2 separate regions of the Danio rerio genome follow, and region 2 is linked to region 1. A link is a contact called in public Hi-C data. All regions are on one chromosome and are shown on one strand. Each heading gives the region's core, a stretch centred on a gene start, on an enhancer-like site or on the middle of the called end of the contact. The rest is flanking DNA. Distances are from core to core; before and after follow the strand shown.

What was found. Hi-C and Micro-C count contacts between places; a contact is called where the count stands out from the background.
Region 2: a contact with region 1 is called in a Hi-C map of an unstated tissue, with 2.0 times the contacts expected there. The contact joins the promoter of erbb2 here to the enhancer-like site in region 1. A contact is called at or near these places in 2 of 18 Hi-C or Micro-C datasets (caudal fin and an unstated tissue) and 1 of 4 datasets of contacts at active chromatin or transcription factors (caudal fin).

The regions. Positions count from the first base shown.
Region 1 is chr12:9,929,009-9,931,935 of GRCz12tu, reverse strand. It overlaps erbb2 (erb-b2 receptor tyrosine kinase 2), which reads left to right. Exons shown (of 27, transcript NM_200119.2): 22 at 1,399-1,474; 23 at 1,554-1,700. Among named protein-coding and RNA genes, the nearest start is that of kcnh6b, 56 kb to the right of the region's middle. Within about 2 kb of position 1,550, at least 12 of the 62 cell types and tissues checked have an H3K27ac peak or open chromatin away from gene starts, as enhancers often do.
Region 2 is chr12:9,992,982-9,995,908 of GRCz12tu, reverse strand. It overlaps erbb2 (erb-b2 receptor tyrosine kinase 2), which reads left to right and starts at 1,456. Exons shown (of 27, transcript NM_200119.2): 1 at 1,456-1,569. The coding sequence starts at 1,491.

The sequences.
Region 1 (2,927 bases), core at 301-2,800:
TCATCCCACTCCCTTTTCGACCATGTTGAAATGTATTTTTTGTTAATGATATTTTATGTATGATATTTCTGTTCGAAAATAAATAAATTACATCAAAATCAAATCAAAATGTCACTCTAAGCTGTATAGAAGTGTCTTGAAAAATATCTAGTCAAATATTATTTACTGTCATTATGGCAAAGATAAAATAAATCAGTTATTAGAAATGAGTCATTAAAACTATTATGTTTAGAAATGTGTTAAAAAAAACTTTTCTACGTTAACCAGAAATTGGGGAAAAATAAACAGGGGGCTAATAATTCTGACTTTAACTGTATATGTAAGTACAAAAATAATTGGTCTACATAGCACATGATTTCATTTGTTATGATAGAAAAACCAATTGACAGTTTTGTTAAAACTGGTCTCATTTTTGTTTCAAGACATGGAATCAGTAGGTCATTAAACAAAATATTAAAAATTATGTTTTACTCAAACCAAAATTATAATTCCATAGAAAATAAGGTAACACTTTTTAATAACTACACACTATATATCATTTATTAAGCATTAGCAAATAGTGAATTCATAATCTGTCAAGCATTAACTCTACATTAATAAACGTTAGTAAGCAGTTTATAACTGCAGCTACAAATTCTCTATTATTGTCTTATAAGCAGCTATATAATGTGCTTAATGAGTGTACTTTCATACTTAGTTAATGATTTATTTTTCATTACTAAATTAAGTATTGCATTATTTACAAACCAGTTGTATTTAAGAGTAGTTGAGGGTTTTTAGGATCATTCAGAATGAGTTTGTAAATGATTAAAAAACTATTTAAATCAACGTTTATATATCTTATTATTCAGGCATATACTAATTGTCAACTAATATGTTAATAAATGCTTTATTAACTCAAGTTCATGCAGTTTTGTGACCTAATCTAAGGTGAGGACTATTCATGCTTTATAAATCCCTTATAAATGACAAATAAAGGCTCTGAATTAAATGAACAATAATCTTAGCAATCTTTTCTAAAATGTAAAATGACTGTAAAGTTTTAAAATTGCTGAATAACAGGAGTGTCAAAACACAACAAAACTGGATAAAACAACAATATAATAATTAAACAATGTAATAAAATGCAATGTTTAAACTCTACAGTGATTTTATTTTAGATCAGGTTGCAAAGATTTATTTTTTATTTGAAGTACAGTTTCATTTGTGTATCTTTAATTGAATAGGAATGAATAATGTCATTTTTCCTGTCTAGAATTTAACTGAGCCTTTATTTGTCATTTATAAAGGATTTATGAAGCATAAATAGTCCTCACTTTAGATTAGGTCACAAAACTGCAAATAATAAGGCTTTTTCCAAAGTTATATTAAGAATGTTCATGTGTTTGTGTGGAGTAGGTGCCGATCAAATGGATGGCGCTGGAGTCTATATTACACCGGAAGTTTACTCACCAAAGTGACGTGTGGAGCTACGGTCAGTATCAGCCAGGGTTTACAGTTACTCTGCTGTATTTAACAACCGTCTGCTCTAAAATAAGCTCTCTCCATCTCAGGGGTGACCGTGTGGGAGCTGATGACCTTTGGCATGAAGCCGTATGAGAGTTTTCAAGCGCGGGACATTCCAGAGCTGCTGGAGGCCGGGGAGCGACTCTCACAGCCGTGCAACTGCACCAAAGAAGTCTACATGATCATGGTCAAATGTTAGTGCTCACTTGTAATGACCATAACCATCATGATTGAAGTGTGTTTGCTTGTTTGATTCAAATGCTTTTACTTTAACTTTTTTAATCTCAAAAACTATTGTTCACTGTAATTTATATAAAAGCAACAGAGTTTTTCTAAAGGTCAGGAATATAGAACAATTTCTAATTATTTTGGTCTAAAATTACTATTTTAGCAACGCATTTTCCAAAAATTTACAATATTTAAGGGCATTTCTTGTTTTGTTTTGTTGTGAAAATATGCTCAGATTTACACATCCCAATTCTTTTACTTTTTTGATCTCAAGAATTATTGATCTGTGTAATTTATATAACAGGAACACTGCAAGAAACTAATTATATAAAGCCTATTACAAAATATTTAATGCATGAAGGACTCTAAATAGTCCAAATGATTAAAAATGTTCAATTCTCTTCAACAACAGCATTAGAAAAATCATGTGAAGATGTACAAATGTTTTGAATGACTCAATGAACGCAGCCTTGTTCAAATAGGCTGAATGTGTGCTGTGATAATGTCACATGACAAGTGTTGGGTAAGTTACTTTTAAAAAGCAATAGATTACAAATTACTGACTACTACTGGAAAATAGTAATCTGATTACATTACTAATTACTTCATGTAAAAAGTAATCAGATTACTAATTACTTCAAAGTTACTCTTGAAACATATAAAATATACCTCTAAAAAATACAAAATAAACGGCAGCATTTAAAAGATACCTTCACTCCCACACAAAAATCCGATTTAGCCTGTTTAGGCTGAGTTAGTCCGTTGTGTTTTTGGGCACTGGTGTTCTCCTTGGTGACAAGTATTGTCGTAGAATTCAAGTGCTTGAAGTTGCTTTGAAAGCAGTTGAAAGTTCTTTAGAGACTAGACATAGACTGCATTTCACAGCAGTATTTTTGTTTTTACCCTCAATGAAATCAAATGTCTGCATTTACATTTGAAATAGCAAACACTCTCGTCAACAAACATTTTAGCTCATTTTCCTCACAAATTTTTTAATCACTCTCTTATTAAGTAATACTGCAGTGGAAAACGTGATTTAAAATAAGCATTTTTTCTTCTAAAAACTATATTTGTACTTTAAATAACGCAGTGATATTGATTTTAGTAACTGTAATGAAATTACACTAATTTGAATTAATTCAATACATTACTGTGTTCCCCAAAAATGTAATACTGTAGTATACAGTAACGCA
Region 2 (2,927 bases), core at 207-2,706, 64 kb before region 1:
TCTCAGGCAACACTGCATCATGAATCGTCATTCATCTATAAGCGGTATCACCCCATGGGCTCAGGATAACTTTGGCAAACCTTTGTCAAGTACATCCACAAATGCCAGTTAAAACTGTTCTGTTCTAAAAGAAAGCCCTATGTTAACAGTGTCCAGAAGCATCATCGACTGCTCTGGGCTATGAGGCATCTGGGATGGACCATCACACACAATATGAACAGTGGTCAAATGAATCAGTATTTCGGGTATTTTTGGAAGAAATGGACGCCGTGTGCTCCTGACCAAAGAAGAAAAGGATAATCCAGTATGTTACCAGCAACAAGCCCCAAACCCAGGACCTGTCATGGTATGGGGTTGTGTCAGTGCCCTTGGCAAAGGTGGCTTGCACTTCTGTGATGGCACCTTTAATGCTGAAAAGTATATAGAGATTTTGAAGTGCAATATGCTGCCTTCTTTTCCAGGGATGCCCATGCATATTTCAACAAGACAATGCAAAACCACATTCTACACACATTACAAAGTCCTGGCTGCGGAGGAAGAGGAGGATACAGATACTTGACTGGCCTGCCTGCAGTCCTGACCTGTTTCTAATAGAGAATGTGTGGCGCATTTTGATTCACAAAATTTGTTTATCTTATAAAACTGTATGTATTCTGTCAGAAGACTCATTGATTCATATAGTTTTATATCTTAAAGGGATATATAACACAAAACTGAAAATCCTGTCATTTATTCACTCTTTACTAGTCAAAACCCAGTTTGAGTTTTTTTTATGTCGAACATCAAAAAAGATATTTAGTAAACTGTTGGAAACCTGTAACTATTGACTTCTATTTGTTTTCTGTTTATGGATGTCAATGGTTTCAGGTATTCAGTTTTCATCAACATCAACAAATCTTATTTTGAAAAAGAAACTGCTAAAGGTTTGGAAACACTTGAGGGTGAGTAGCCTAAATAGTGAGTAAACTAGACTTTTAACAGTTTTGTGAATATACTCTTTCAGATTTGGTATGTGTTTCAAAGAGGAACAAAAGTCCAATAGGTTTTGACCCGTGTTAACTGAACTCTTTTCAAGGAAGTAACGGCGGAAATGCTCAGCAGCTTTTTTGAACTTTGGGCTATTTGAACTTAAATGTGAGAGATATTCACTGAAGTAAAACATGATAACTGCTGCTCCTCATACTGCATAATTGGCAAATGTGTCAGTAGAGTTGCTGGAGTCAATCTGTACTGCCACTCCTCCGCGGGAACGCGCGTATTATTGCACACACACACACACACAAACACACACACACGAGCGCGCGCGCACACTGACTGGAAAGTCGGGCGCATTCGCTCCTGCCAGGAAGTTGTTGGTATTCGGGAAATAACAAAGAGCCCAAAAACAGGTTTATTAAACGCTTTGGACCTACACGTGGGAGATTTGTGTAACGTGTTCTGGATCTGGGTATGCACTGAAGGATTATTATCAACTAATGGAGGAATAATCGATGGAGGCGGACAGAAGTTTTGGGCTCGCCTGGGTCCTCCTGCTGCTGTTGGGCATTACAGCCGCCACAGGGAGAGAAGGTTGGTCAACTCCACACATTCCCAGACTATCCCATAAATTCCTATTTATGTTTTTGCGTATTAAATTGTTTTAAATTCAATGGACAGAAATGGAATTTTAGACGAACAAACTACAGCAGGACACAATCTCGTGGAGACATGGCGTGCTACTCAAGCAGTTGACACCCGTTTACGGTGCCGAAGACGCGGCGCGACTGGCCGCGGGGCCCACCGCATTTTCACGCCACTCTTCAGAGTCCAGTTTTGGGGGCCTGTAGACTAATTTTGTTGCGTCGCTTGTTGCAGATTTATGTTCTAAAAGTTACTTTTGCTGCTTGTTCAAACTACTTAAACAACTAAAATGAGCTGAAACAGCCAAATTCTTGACTTTTCTTTAGGACAACTTAATTGTTTTATGTTCAGTCCACTTAAATGTGTAAAAATATGAAGGAATTGTGTGAAATACAGCGTTTTTACAGCGTAGACAGAATGTGAAATCTGAGATTTGTTTCTTTACTTGTTTTTAAAAAGGTTGACAGATTTACTAGCCTACTATTTAAATCTGTATTTATTTTGCATAGGCTACTTGAACGTGTTTAAATTGTGTTCAGAAAATCCTGTCGGTTTTTTCTCGTACTGTTGGCGCATTAGTCTTAAGTGAAGTATGTCACACAAACTTGATTTGCAACTTTTGCATGACAATAGCGCTGAAACCCGACAGCCCAGAGTTCACGAGTTTAATGGGCGCTATTCCTGATATGTCAGTATCACTCCAGTATCACATCTGAAAGAACCCCACACTAACGATTTAGAATGGCGCACTACAAAAAGACAACCAAACATACCAATAACATCCAATAACAACTAAATGTGTCATGATCACGAAACAACAACAACAACAACATGATAATAACAATGATACACAAGTATGTTTTCTAACAATAGGTAATGATACAATAATAGCAGTTAATCAAGTCATTAGCTCAGGACAGCAACAACAACACGATGAAGGTAACAACTAACAACAACATTAGCACTTTAAAAATCATATATTGTTATTGTTAAGAATTTATAGTAAAGACACAAAATTGTTGTGTCAACACTATGGTATAATTGTTTAAGATACTATTGTACCATTTGTATGCTACTACTGAATAATAACAATACAATTCCACAGTACAGTACGCTCAGTTTTATTTTGTTTACGTCATAGTAAATACATAAAGCATGTTATTACTTTAGTCCTACCATTATGTTTTGGTACATTTGGGAATTATTAGTATTGTTTTTATAACACTTTATGTGTATTTTATTTTTTATTCTTTCTTATTTAAGTTCAACAACACATAAAACAATGAATCTGCTAATACTGACAAAAA